Linked DNA regions of Pan troglodytes: regions 2 and 3 are each linked to region 1. Evidence: chromatin contacts called from public Hi-C and HiChIP or PLAC-seq data. All regions are on one chromosome and are shown on one strand. Each heading gives the region's core, a stretch centred on a gene start, on an enhancer-like site or on the middle of the called end of the contact. The rest is flanking DNA. Distances are from core to core; before and after follow the strand shown.

Region 1 (4,752 bases), core at 617-3,116:
GGACTTGGAGAGGTTGTCATGATTTTCTCTGGAAATTGCAAATAAATAAATAAAAAGGTCTTCTAGTACTATAGCCATAGTAAAATTTAAAAATGTCAAAGTGACCGGGTACTGGCAATAGGAGGTGGCCACTGGAAGGTGAGCAAGGACAAAAGCATGGTTTCCATGCATTGGTTGGACATGCTAGTGGAGCTTGCCTTCCGCCGCTTCCCACCCACCAACCCCCATTCTCCCTGCACAACACTGCCAAGCCCAGGCTGCTCGAAAAGGAGCCGGCTTCAGCCACCGATGTTCACGCCCAGAGATGCCCAAAGCGGAACCTCCGTGTCCAAGGAGGGACTGCGGGACTTGCGCGAAAGTGGGGGACCGGACCCTCCGGGGCCACACCCACCCGCCGCGTGGAGTCCCTGGTGCGATGGTTGCGTTGACACCTGTACTCCTGCGGGCCTGGGTGAAGCCGACCCAGCAGAAAGGGTGAGCAGCAGCGGCCAGCGAGACTGGGACCTGAACTCCCCATCTCCCGCACACAGAAGAGCGCACTGTGGCTCTTCGGATGAGGGTTTCCTCTCTTGCCCCAAAGAAAATGATGATAGGTGGTTGTACCTATCTTCAGAAACGCCTAGGGAGGGCACATTGGGGTGGAGGTGGGATGGATGTTCTGCTTCACCCTTGCGCCTGGATAATCAGAAGCTCCAGAAGCTGGCGGATTTCATCCAACAGGCAGCTTGGCCCCTGAAAAGAGGCTTGCATGGAAATGTACTAGAAGAGTGTCTTTATTTTAACTTTTTATTGATTACAAAACTTTACATAGATTACATTGTTGTTAATTAAGGAAATTGTCGAATCGCTCAAGATGGCTCACCAGTTACAAGCATTTGGAGACACGGAGCCATTTCCCATCTATAAATTGGGCAAAACCAAAAACTGCAACCCTAAAACAATTTGGCTTAAAATACTCACTTTTAAAACACAAATAGATCTTCAAGGGTTCATTTATTCAGTCTTACAGCCTGAGACTCTATAAAGACTTTCTGTTGTATTTAAGCTGGGGAATAACTAGGGTTTGAAATCCATGCTGCCTCTTTCTTGAGTCTAGACTCTTAATGCTCCCAACCTGTTCCCTTGGTCCCCCCAAGTCTGGCCCGCCTCTATTCCCGTAATGCCCCTTCCGCCACCTGACCCAGCCATGGACATAGCCTTGTCTCAATGCATTCTTAAACTTATAGAACTGAAGACTCCACTGTTACACCCCCTTTCCAGAGGGCTTGGTGGGGGGTAGGCTTGAGAAGGATGGGTAGGGTCGCAGGAAGGAGGGCGAAGCCAGCAGACCTCTCAGGGAGGGCCGGAGAGAGAAAGGGGTGAAGGTTTTGTAGTTGGAGTGCATATACTTCCAGCTCTCCAAAATGAAACATACCATTGCAGCTGGTATTACCGGCTGAATAGGCAGCAAAAGACCTCTCTGCGTAGGGGTCCTAGTATGCTTCTTCTTAGCGCCAACGAGTCCTTGTCCCCAAAGTTGCCAAAACTTTAAAGGACCCCGGCCAAGGAGACCCCAGCATGAAAAGCCAGACATCCGAGGCCGGGTAAAGCCTCCTGGACTCCTCGAAAGCAGCTCACACCGGGAGCAGCCGGAAGCGGGCGCGATCTATGCGAAGCTAACGGGTTCCGGTGGAGAACATCAAAGAGAAAGGAGCAGGATCGAACTTTAGAGGGGCAGAAGGGCACGGCCCAAGAGAGCAGAATTGGGGTGTGGGACAGGCGGCGGGAGGACCAGGTTAGAGGGAGCGAAAGGAAGTGGATTAGAGGACAGCGGTTACAGGTTTCAGCCACTGCCATTTCCCCGCAGAGGTAGCTCTTCTGCGCCCTGGAGGGGTACCCGGACTCCCACATCCTGTCTGCCACGACCCGGACTCCCTAGGGGATTCCAAGGGACAGCACCGTCCTCCCCACACATCATCAGGAACCGAAAGCAGAGAATTTGCCCCACCTCGGCACTTCTGGAAGCACCCACTCAACTACAGTATGAGACAAGGGCTTTCCTAAGAGACCTTTCTCCAACTTTCTTTCTCTGCGTGTATGAGCCCGGATCCCTTCGTCCCCGCCTCCTTCTCTCTCTCTCTTTCTCTCTCTCTCCTATTTTGTCCTGGGAGATTCCTACTCGCGGTGCGAAGCCTTGGATCCGCTGGAAACCGCATAGTCTCCGGCACCCTTGGCCGCATGCTTGTCAGAGGGGGGCCCCGGGAAACACACTCGCTGCCCCTCCAACAAGCGTCCCTCGCTCCCCATTGGCCCCCCGGTCCCCGCCCCCCACCGCCCCCTCCCGCTCCGCAGCCCCCGAGTGGCGTCAGCACGCCCGCCGGGCGTGGGCTTTAAATGCCCACTAGCGGGAGCTCAGGCGCTTCTGCCCTGGAGCGCGGTCGGGAGTAAAATCGCAGGAGTGGGAGGGTAGCGAGCCAGCTGGATTCCGAGCCGCGGAGCGCGCTGGCTTCGCTCCGCCTGATGACTCCGGAGCGCGGGTCCAAGCGCCGCCCATGCAGCACCCCTGAGCTCCGGGGAAGGAGAGTTAATGAAAAAACACTTAACCGTCTCCGCTGCGGAGAGTCATGAGCTGTCTGGATGTTATGTACCAAGTCTATGGTCCTCCGCAGCCCTACTTCGCAGCCGCCTACACCCCCTACCACCAGGTACGTGTCTCCTCTGGGGACTTTGGGAAGGAGTGAGCGCCCCCCGCTTGCGGCGGCACGGCCTGTACGCCAAGGTCTGCTGCGCCTCCGCGCGTCTCGGGCGTCCGACCAGGACCGGCGCAGCCGGGATGCGGGGATTGCCGGAGCCGCCCCCAGTTGGTAGTGCAATTAGCTAACCCCTTTAGCTCGCCTGTTTGCTCTCGGGAAGCAGCTAAGCCCTGCTAATGTGAGCCTAGGTCTTCCCTGGAATAATCAGAGGAAGATGGCACGGGCTGGATTTTCTTCTTAGGGTCTGTCGGACTCCAGATTCTTCCAAGCCAGGTGCAGGTACCAGGAAATGCAGGCAAAGCTGACGCAGGAAAAACCAAACTTTGGTCCCAATGGTGAGAGTAACAACAAAACCAAAAGCAAAGGCCAGCCAGCCTCTTTCTGAGATGCAAGGGCCGGTGTTCTCATCCCTGCAAGTTTATCTCAGGAATAATTTCTTCCGTTTCAATTCTCTGGCGACCAGGGCAATTAATTCCAGATCCAGCGAATTCATTTCAAAGAGCACCGCGCAGTTTTATACTTTTTTCCTTTGCGAAGTTCTGGGAGCATTATCCGGAGTGCGACTGACCCGGCAGAGGCGAGCTTGATAGACAATTCTTTGCCTTTCTCCAGCCTGAGTAGGTGAATGAGGAAGCCCTGCTTCCAACAAACACTTTAAGAAGACCACTCAACCCGGGTTCTGCAAACTCTTCAAGTTCCATTTAATTCTGCCAGTTTCTCTTGTCTTCAGGCTGCGTCTGTTTGAACCATTTTCCTTCCATTTCCTCAGCTGAGGTAGCAGAAACTGAGGACAGTAGTGCAGGAAAAGAATGAAATCATACACCTGGGAGGCCGTAGGGGTCCCCTCCAGGTTGGAAAGTGAGAGCTTGGTCACCTGCTTTGGGGAAATTGAAATACACCCCAATGCCCCAGTGGATGCTTTTGCTAATTTTGCCTGCAAATTTAAAATGTCTATTCGAAAATTTCCCGATGAATTAATGATGGACCGGATAGGGTTCACTTTTTGTTTTCTTACCTCCTCTTCTCTTTTAAACTTCACAACTTGCAGTTTGTTTTGCCTCAGTGTTAATTTTAAGAATCACCAGAGTTCCTCTTGTAGGGAAGGTGGCATTTAGGAAGTGGTGATATTGCTAAATCTTACATCGTTTTGTCCCCAATTATTTCAAACCTTTTGGCTCCAGCTTCTGAAATGTACTTCTTCCCAGGGTGGGACTATGGCAAGCAAAGAGGAGAGAGGTGGATTGGTTTTCTGACTGGCCCTTTCTTCTCCCAGACCCCGAACCAATCTATTGCATGAAGATCTCTGTTCATTTTTGTATGACTCGGGCCGCCTCTTCAAGGCCATCTCTGCCTGCAGAATGCTTTAACACTTCATTCAGTCCATTGCTCATTTCTAAGAAAATGTTCACAGAAGCTGCGCCTGCTTTTTAAAATCACTATGAGACATGCCGATTTACCCCACCTCACAGCCAGGATCTTAACTTTCTTCTGTCTGCTCCTTTTTATCATTTCCTCAATGTGTGTGGAGATGATGGGGGTGGACATACTCGTAATCCACTGGTCTTTCGTTATTAAAGAGAAGATCTGTTTAAAAACTGATGTAGGGGTAATAAAAAAAATCAACTTGCATTTATTAAAATGATCCGTATTTCCCCAGTCATGTTACCCCAGATTTTTACCCCACACAATTCATTACTAAATGTAATTATTTCAAACTTTCTGTGGCATTTCTTCCTTTACATTCCTGGTTGCTTTCCTTCACACATTCCTAGTTGCAGGGAGTGGATTTTGTAGGGGTAGGGGGTTGCCCCCCCCCCATTTCATCAGGAGGATGTTTATCCTGTATCCTGTGCTTCTGCCCTGGATTCTCAGGCAAGGAACAGTCAGGCTCTATCTGGACTTGGGTGCCCTTTACCCTTGGAGTCTGATTTTAAAAATATATCTGCCCTGAGCCCAGCTATGAGGTCAAGCTCAGCTCTAAACCTAGCTGCTTAGGTGTCTCCTGAAACCTTCACCCAGA
Region 2 (4,752 bases), core at 1,004-3,503, 380 kb before region 1:
GTCTGTTAAACCGTAAGCAGAAATTTTTACATTAGCGTATTCATGGGCATTTTTCTCCCTGGGAGACAGTTGATAGCTTACAAAAATTTCTTAAAGAGTATATAAAAAATAAAAATCTTACAAATCACTATTTTAAAAGATCATTCTCCATTTTTACCTATTTTCCTGCCTAGAGCTGCTTTTCTAAAACACTAGTCTCATGAGCTCAGATTCGTTATAATAATTACAAATAGCAAATTTAGAATATTGACAGCTTTTCCCCTCCTCTGCTTTCACCACATACCATACGTTTGAGAAGAACTGGCATTTATTCTTCTTTAAACGTTTGGTATAAATCACTCATGAAGCTATCTCGTCTTGTGCTTTCTTTATGTTGGAAGTTTTTTTATTACTGATTAAATTTATTTACCTGCTATAGGCCTATTTAGACTTCCTATTTTTGAATAGAAGCACAAATAACTTTCACATTATTTTGTTAGGCAAACAGATTTACTTAAAATTAAGGCAAAAAGTTCACTTAGGGCCTTAACTGATCGTGGTTTTTGTTTCCAATGATCTGTTCAATTGGATAATTGCCAGATTTTCACGTAGTGTCTGTATGACTTACACACACACATACACACACACAAACACATTATCATATGGTTAGTATTTTAAAAAAGAAATTCCAGTAATTTTCCTGAACATTTTTCTTCTTATCATTTCATATAAGTAGACACAGTTAATCACTGGGACTCCCTTTACAGAATGAATCTGAGGGTATCTCTGTGAAGAGGCAACATTCTAAACTTTAGTACTGTACATACAGCTAAGCCCTCTGGTCTGAGCAGGCTCTGAGGCTTTCGGAGGACTGGGTAGAGAAAACTGGCAAAGTTGTCCTGAGGCAGTGGAGGGGTATACCCACTTTAGGAGTGTGGAGGGGTGGGTAGCCCCATCCTGGATCTAGCTGCTGGAGGTACCAGATAAGGTGAAAACCTTTGACAAAGAGTTGCTGCCTTTCCCAACAAGTGGTACTAAAAATGGGGAGATTCAAATCTACTCATAACTTTAGCTGCTTTTGCTGTATTACTTAGACTGTATCGCTCCTTCCCATAATTCACCCTTCAGCCACCCACCACCTTGGATCCCATTTTGTTTGTTCTATGTTAAATTTCAATGTAATGTAGTTTAATATTGTCAAAGTCGAAGGCTGATTTCTCTCTCTAATGCTGCAAGAGAAGATGACATGCTGTAGGTTGTGATGAGGCAATGTGATCCAAAGCAGAATCCTTGCTTTTGTTGGAGAGCGCTGGACATATAAAGACACTGGGCGTATTTGTCAAAAGAACAGAAGGTGGAAGGAAAGGAAGATGATCTGGCAGTCAGGTAACACCAATCCCAAGTCTCCACTGACCACTCCCATCTAAAGAGAGCACAGATTATAGTTTGCCCCCATGAGATTGCCATTTTGGGTTGGAAGATGGTCGCAATTTCATTTTTCACTTAAGCAAACGTCCGTTGCCGTACTGCTAGGTATGAGATGAGTAATCGTCAGGGACGCGTTTAAATTACAAAATAACGGTAAATGGGAGAGAAAGAATCTTTCCTCGGTGTTGAGGCCAGATCCTCCAGGGCTGGGAGACCCAGGAGTGCGGGCCACTGTGCACCCTCGAGCAAAGCAGTGTGTGACGAGATGGGATCTTCCCTCAAATGCTGAGAAGAGCCCTCGCCAATCCCTCGGAAGGTTCCCAGAATAAAAAGCCCGGTCCCTGCTGTGCAAAGACTGACCGGTACTCCGGCGTACTTTTTCCCTGTCCCAGGCGTGCAGAGTCCACGCCGCGCGGCCAGGTGCCCCAATAGTGTACCTGAAAGTAGGGATGGGGCCAGTTACAGCTGCACTTTCCCTGCAGAAGACAGTGAGCCTTCCCGGGATCTTTCTGGGAGCTCTGAGTGTGAAAACGGTCCTCCGGCCAGCGCAGGTTGAGAGAACGGGAGGGAGGGGGAAGCTGTGAGCGCCCAGGGCGTGACGGGCGCAGGTGAGAAAGTGAGTTTCGCGGAAGCATCGGCCGGGACCGCAGACAGGTGGAGAAACGGAGTCCCACCGCGGCCCACCGCGGCTCCCGGGCGGCCTGGGCTGTACCTGTGCGCGGCGTCCTTTCTCCGCTGAGCCAGGGCACACCGGAGCCTGCGGCCTCCTTCCCCGCCCCTGCGGCCCCCGGTCCCAGCCCCGCCCCGCCCCGCCCCGGGCTGGGGCTCCGCTGGGGAACCGGCCGAGCGGCGCGCGCGGAGGTGTCCGGCGGCCAGGAGGATGGCCAAGGTCCCGGAGCTGGAAGACACCTTCCTGCAGGCGCAGCCTGCGCCCCAACTGTCCCCGGGGATCCAGGAAGACTGCTGTGTGCAGCTCCTGGGCAAGGGCTTGCTAGTCTATCCGGAAGAAACAGTGTACCTGGCGGCCGAAGGGCAGCCCGGGGGCGAGCAGGGCGGCGGGGAGAAAGGCGAAGACCCGGAGCTGCCGGGGGCAGTGAAATCAGGTGAGTGCTCTGCCGCATCCGGAGCTGGGAAGGGGACGAGGACGTATTCTAAGAAGGGCACCCAATAGTAATAATGCATCCCGAACAAACATAAGGCAGATGTAGAATGTTCTGTCCAAATCTTTGTATTTCCTCAGTAAAATGTCAAGTAGAGACTTGACATTTTGCATAGCCCCCCTTTCCTCCCCTCCGCCCCCCACCCCAGTAGGCTACTACTTTGAAGTTAAGGTACACTTAAAGGCGACTTAGTTGATTTTATATTCTGTTTTTCTTTATCATCCCTTCAACTGGCAATCAGAAATGCACTTAAACAATGGTAACTTTTCCTCTGAAGAAGAGGATGCCGACAACCACGACAGCAAAACCAAAGCAGCGGATCAATACCTGTCTCAGAAGAAAACCATCACGCAGATTGTGAAGGATAAAAAGAAGCAGACACAGCTCACGCTGCAGTGGTGAGACTCGCCCGCAGGGTACACTGAAGCACCTGTTGACGTTTTAACAGCCAGCGTCTTCAGGATCTTTGATTTTCACAATTCACTTCTTCCTCAGACTTTTTGGGAAAGTTTAAAAAACCAATTAGAATTTAACCCAGAATTTTTTTCACTGAATTTTTAGTATAGAGACTTATACAAGTACTGATGAAGGATTTGCAATACAAATGAAAACCACATTACGTTGTTCCTTATTGACTAAAACCATATTTTCTTCAAATGTAAGCATTAATGAACGTTTTTATGACTTACTGGCTTAATATGCAATCAGTTCAGTCCTTACATATTTGTTGTTTGATAGTTTTTGAGATTATAAAATATGATTCTTAAAAACAACTTAAAATGAGGAAGGATCTTAACACTGCCTTTATTCATGAGGGCAAATTAAAAATAGTGTATACTCTATAAGATGAAATGTGTTTGAAGTAGAAGACATAGAAAAAATCGGTTCTCTGTACTAACTTAAATAGAAGTTCAACTATTTTTATAGCATCTATCATATATGATTTATAATAATAAAATATTACAAATTGGATTTTGTGGAAAATCTTTTAAAACCAAGAATTTATCAGTAGGATTTTCGCATAGAGTGAACATTTTGTAATATCTATCTAAAAGAAAGACGGCTCTAAAGTAAAAGCATTATATTAAACTTTCCTACATAGTAGGAAGAAATAGGAGCATAAATTTCCTCACAAATTCCAAGTAAAAAACAAACTAATAAAAAGGACTATATATTTACTGATTAGTTACATAACCTAATTTTATGTAAAGTATGATCTAAGGAGCCTTAGAAAAATACAAGATAAAGAACTAGTAAATTTTATTTTTATTATTTATTTAAAGATTAAATTACAATTTACATATAGTAGTTTTTTTGTGATTATATGCTTGAACCCTTTCAAATATTTGAAATATAAGCCAAATATTCATCTAAAGTTGGAGTTTAACTATTGAAGTTGATGTCGTGGTTACTAGTTAAGAATATACTAGAGCAGTTAAGTAATTGAGTTAAATATCTGGGATATTTAGGATACAACTATTTGCAGCAGGATAACTGGGGCAAAATTGTTTTGATTTCAGATATATTATTGAGCTGTTTCGAATGATTACTGCATTTTTTCCATTTAAATTGAGTGTGTGGAAATATATGTTTCTTTTATGAATAAATGTATACATAAATATATATAAGTTAAGATCAAAGAAAAAAGTTGTACCCCAAATGAACATCATACTTATGTCTAGGATGATTCAATATTTTGAAGACAAAGACAATGCCGACTACAACAGTATCAAAATAGCAAGATGAAATGTGAACATTGTGTACATGTAATTAAAATATAATTTTTAAACAGATAAACTAGAACTGAAAATCAAAGTGAAAAAGCTGGCTGATTAATTCCAGTTTTCACTATCAACTAGTATGTCAGCTGATTTTATGTACATATATTGATTTCATATTTTGAAACACTAGATCTTAGTTTTTGGTCTTTTTTTGTTCTTCATTAAAAAAATGAGTGATATTTTACCTGTTCAGGGAATACTTTCTTTAGCCTTTATCTTGTACACATTAGGATATTTTAAATGAAATCTTTGAAGGGTTTCATCCAATTTTAATCTGCAGACTCTATATTGCATCGTTTCTGTATTATAATAAATATTATCTTACTATACATAAAATTGGTATAAGTAAACTTTAGTCAAAATCACCTACTGAACTGTTAGGAAAACTGGGAATGGAATCTAAA
Region 3 (4,752 bases), core at 1,425-3,924, 340 kb after region 1:
GGTGTCACATGGCAAGGAGGCTGAGCATGCTAACATGCTTACTCAGGTCTTTCTTCCTCTTCTTATAAACCACCAGTTCTACACTCCTATGATAACTCATTCATCCATTTATCCAATAACAAATCAATCTATAAGTGGATTAATCCATTCATAAGAACAGAGTACTCATGATCCAGTCTCCTCTTAAAGGCCCCACATTGGAGATTCAATACTGTCACATTGGGGATTAAGTTTCCCATACATGAAATTTGGGGGACACATTCGAATTATAACATGTGGTAAAGGCTACTCTTGATCTTTGTTGTTTAAAGCTAGAGAACTAATGGCCAGGCACAGTAGCTCATGTCTGTAATCAAAGCACTTTGGGAGGCCAAGGCAAGGAGGATCACCTGAGGCCAGGAATTCAAGACCAAACTGGGCAACAAAGCACTCCATCTCTTTTTTGAAAAAAATATAATAAGATAAAATAAGATGAAATAAAGCTAAAGTACTATTTCTAGAAAACATTAAATGCAATTTCACGATCTGAGAAAAATAGCTTTCTTGTGGAAATTACTATCAATAAAGAAATCAAGAGATGTTTTCATTTACCTACAGTAAGAAGTGATTACCTTCATATTAGCACTTTCTAATCTTTTCAAAAAGGATAGAAGAAATTAACAGTTCTCGCAGTGGAGAAGAGCCACAATTCTTGGATATGTAAATCTATGTTAATCAAAGATTAATTATGCCACATATTTCATGGCTAATAGGAGAGAAAGAATGCTGACCACTAGGCAAGGAGAGGATGTTTAACTGACATTCATATTGATATAGATACAATGGGCACTGTCAATGACAACGAGTAATGATGATTTCTTAGGAAAGCATGTTCAGAGTTTCGCACATCACTGATTATCCCATTTTTATCTATTACACTTTTTGAAAAGAAAGACCCATTCTCTTAAATTGCCTAGTTAGAAAGTACTCTTTATGCAATAATGTTAATCTATCTTGATTTCTAAATATTTTAATAATGTCCTTTTTAAATTTTCTGCACAATATGATAGTTTTGTTTTTTTGAACCACAGCCACTCCACCCTCACCCACACCCAGGATCAGAGATTAAAGCAAATGATTCTTTACACTCTCTCAAAAATAAATCCAGACTTTGGAAAATTACACAGTAATGTACAAGCATATAAAAACTCAAGGTCAGAAGTAATTTCAATAATTGCAGGGAGCTCTCTGGAGGTATCTGCCTGTAATTTAACAACCAACTATGGATGTAAACCGAGACAGTGATACTATCGTTATGCACCACGAAATTTTCCTAAGAGCTTTGATCAGATTCCCCTAAATAGTTTATGCATGTCTCTGTATACAATCATAGGCGCTGACCTGGAATAATTAAAATGAAAATAATCAGTGCTGTATCTGTCTTAACATATACAAATTCGGTTTATCAATGTGAAAGCAGATCTGCAAAACTCAATTGTCAAAAGGTGGCCTACGGTATTTTCATGACAGAGAATCTTTGTTAGGTTTGTTAATGTAACATGTGCAATGGAGGCTGGTGTATGTAATTAGTTTCCTCCTCAGAGAGATACTAGGAAGGTGGACGACAGTACCCCGGGAACTCACACGTCGGTCTAGGGCCCTTTTTGTCCCCCACCCTCACCTCACTCCTCAGACATGCACTCTCCCATCACATTTGAGCCCCGGTGGGCAGTTTTCTAGGGTCGTTTCACTGGAGCGTTAAATGGGATCTGACGCCACCGGGCAGCCTGGGGTTGGATGCCATAGCCGCCAGCACCCACGGCTCACCTCCAGCTTGTGGTTGATTTGAGACACAGACTGGGCTTTGTGGCAAAGCTGTGCAAAGCAGGAGCTCAGGCTGGTCATCTTCTGTCGCCCCTCATAAGTGATGTCCGCCTGGTCTGGATCGATCTCTCCCAGGAGCAGATCCACATCCACAAAAGCTTTGTCGAACTCCTTCTCCAGCACCTCCAGCCACCGGAACATGGATACCCCGCCAGGGGCCCCCACGGAGCAGGAGGCGCCCCCTGGGCCCCCTCCGGCTGCTGCTGGGCATGGACCGCCCGCCGACATGGCGCCGTCAAGGGCCTCTCCCGACTGCTGAAGACCCTCGCCGCCCCCCGCGCACGAAGGGAACTGCTGGGACTGAGGGGACCCCCGCGCGCGCGGGCACACTCCGTCACCTCCCTTCACCTCGCGCCGTTAACGCCAGCAGCACAGCCACAGAACCGCAGGAGTAACGAGGCTGAAGCTGAGGCGGCAACGGCGGCGACACACGGAAGACTCAGTCCGTCCCACCTCCCAGCCTGCCCCCGCTGCGCATGCGTAGCGAAGAGCTGGGCGGACGCAGCCACGAGGGACAAAATAGGCGGGGACAGGATGCGATCTTGGCCTATGAAAGGCCTCAGCTTGGGAGCGGCCTGTCAGCGGCCATATTAACAACTGGCAAACTAAGGCTTGAATCCCTGAGAAACGGAGGCGCGTGGTTTCTGCATCCTGGTTGGAAAGGCCCGAGGATGAGAAAGGTGTCCACGTCGCAGAAAGGAAGGATTTCCGCCGGTTTGACTTAACAGTTGGCGGGAGCCGTTCCAAAATCCTCCCAGAAAGTTGCTGCGGTGGCATCTAGGGTCAGGGAGGGGAGAGCAAGGAAGGGCGGTGTGAGCATGCGCAATAGCCACGTTTTACCTTCTCGATTCCAGTTCCTGGATAGGATGGAGTGGGTGTACACACTGGCTGTTCTTGGTAAACCAGACCCCAAATTCCAGGTGTGGACTGCCTAAACCTGCGCATTGAAGCGGCTGACCAGATTTTGCGGAATTAATAGAAGACTTTTTGTCTTGTGATTAAGAGTCAGGTAGACCTGGATTCAATTCTTACCCTCTGTCACATACTACCTGTGTCGCCTTTCATGTATTAACCTCGAAACCAAGTTTCCAAATTTTACTTAACTCAGTTGTAAGGTAAAACGCTTAGCGTCACTTCTTGGCACACGGTATTCCTCTTAATACACCATAGGTCACACATTTCAAAAGCAACTACAGTAGTGCTTCACTTAAGATGGGGATATGTTCTTAGGAATGTGTCCTTAGGTTAATCATCCCTTAGGGAACATCCTAGAGTGTATTTAAACACAAACCTAGATAGTATAGCCTACTACACACCCAGGCTATATGATGTAGCCTATTGCTCTTAGGCTGTAAACCTGTACAGCATGTTGCCATTCTGGATATGGTAGGCGATTATAACACAGTGGTAACTATTTGTGTACTTAAACATATCTAAACATAGAAAAGGTATAGTCATATACTCTTACAGGATCACCATAGTTTATGCGATCCATTCATTGCTGAAGCCTTGTTATTTGGCACATAACTGTACTTTAAAAGGTGTATTTATTTGAAAACTGGTAGTGTCCTCACACGTGACATTTCAGAAAATCAAAATTGTGAATTCATATATTTACAAATATATTGAATGCAGAGCTCTGTTGCGACATTGAAGACACAAAAATGAATGAGACATGACCCTTACTCAAGATAGGCTAGTGAGGCTACTACCTCTCAACTATAACTTTAACTTGAATTTTTCAGTGCCTTTAAAAGTATCCAGCAACTCCTCTCTTTACATTCTGCCTACTTCCAGTTCAAGGGTAGACAGTCCTAGAAAGGGAAAGAGAAACCTGTGTGATTAGAGTAGGCTGGTGGAAACTCCTGCATTACCTAGAAGCATATTTAGCTGAGTGCAGTCTGCTGTTATCTGTTCTTGGGGCAGACCCTTACAGTTAATCACAACCCAAAGCCTGCATTGTGTGCCCTTCGCTGATGCAAGGCAACTGAGGAGCAAGAAATCACAATTTTATTATTGCAGTCTTTGTACTGCATGGCAGACTGGTTAGCATGAAGCAATAAAGTCCTTTGGCTTGAGCAAACTTAGCTAATCAAAATGGATCATGAGATCCTGACCTTAGACTTAAGTAGGGACCTTCATACAGGTTTTAGTACACAATAAATAATGTAAAACTAAAATTTACATCTTTCCCCATTCCCTTCCAAAATTAGCTTTATTTCCATCTACAATATTTGCAAAAACATTGCTACAGCTATCAAGCTCCCAGCCACTTTATCTACACATAATACAGTTAGCAATGCATTTTCAGGAACGTGAAGTAAATAATTTAAAATTAGCAGGGCAGGGGGAGAATACATCGAACCACAATTATAATAGCTTTCAATTATTGAGTCCTTACTATGTGTTAGGCATTATGCTATTTTCTTTAATTCTTTGATCCTTACAAAATCCTATGAGGTAGGTATGATCACGTCTTTTATTGTTGTTGTTGTTGAGACAGGATCTTGCTCTGTCGCCCATGCTGCAGTGCAGTGGCACGATCACAGCTCACTGCAGCCTCACTTTGTTGACCAGGCTGGTCTGGAACTCCTGGACTCAAACAATCCTCCTGCTTAGGCCTCCAAAAGTGCTGGGATTACAGGTGTGAGCCACCACACCCAGTAATCACTTTTTAACAGCTAAAGTCACAGACAGCTTAAGTGTCTTGGTAAGGTCACAAAACTAGAAAGTGATTGAGGTAGTATATCAATCTAGGTGTCTTTTTCTCCTAAGTTGTTGCTGTTAACCATGTAATACAGAAGAATGAAGGAATCTATTTCTTCTTGTAAAAGTTAGCAGTATAATAAACTAGCAAGTCAGTTCCAAAAGTTCTTTTTAATTTCTTCC

Evidence for each region. Hi-C and Micro-C count contacts between places; a contact is called where the count stands out from the background. HiChIP or PLAC-seq counts read pairs in DNA pulled down with a chosen protein or histone mark.
Region 2: a Hi-C map of induced pluripotent stem cells shows a contact between it and region 1, with 2.4 times the contacts expected there. The contact joins the promoter of RFX6 here to the promoter of VGLL2 in region 1. A contact is called at or near these places in 1 of 7 Hi-C or Micro-C datasets (induced pluripotent stem cells) and 1 of 1 datasets of contacts at active chromatin or transcription factors (stem cell-derived excitatory neurons).
Region 3: a contact with region 1 is called in an H3K4me3 HiChIP or PLAC-seq map of stem cell-derived excitatory neurons, with 4 times the contacts expected there. The contact joins the promoter of GOPC here to the promoter of VGLL2 in region 1. A contact is called at or near these places in 1 of 7 Hi-C or Micro-C datasets (stem cell-derived neural progenitor cells) and 1 of 1 datasets of contacts at active chromatin or transcription factors (stem cell-derived excitatory neurons).

The regions. Positions count from the first base shown.
Region 1 is chr5:129,160,173-129,164,924 of NHGRI_mPanTro3-v2.0_pri, forward strand. It overlaps VGLL2 (vestigial like family member 2), which reads left to right and starts at 1,867. Exons shown (of 3, transcript XM_003950910.4): 1 at 1,867-2,684. The coding sequence starts at 2,604.
Region 2 is chr5:128,779,247-128,783,998 of NHGRI_mPanTro3-v2.0_pri, forward strand. It overlaps RFX6 (regulatory factor X6), which reads left to right and starts at 2,254. Exons shown (of 19, transcript XM_527584.7): 1 at 2,254-2,510; 2 at 2,809-2,965. The coding sequence starts at 2,288.
Region 3 is chr5:129,497,599-129,502,350 of NHGRI_mPanTro3-v2.0_pri, forward strand. GOPC (golgi associated PDZ and coiled-coil motif containing) reads right to left here and starts at 2,675. Exons shown (of 7, transcript XM_063813380.1): 1 at 1,807-2,675. The coding sequence starts at 2,091. All of the region lies in intron 2 of LOC134810364 (a long non-coding RNA gene), which reads left to right.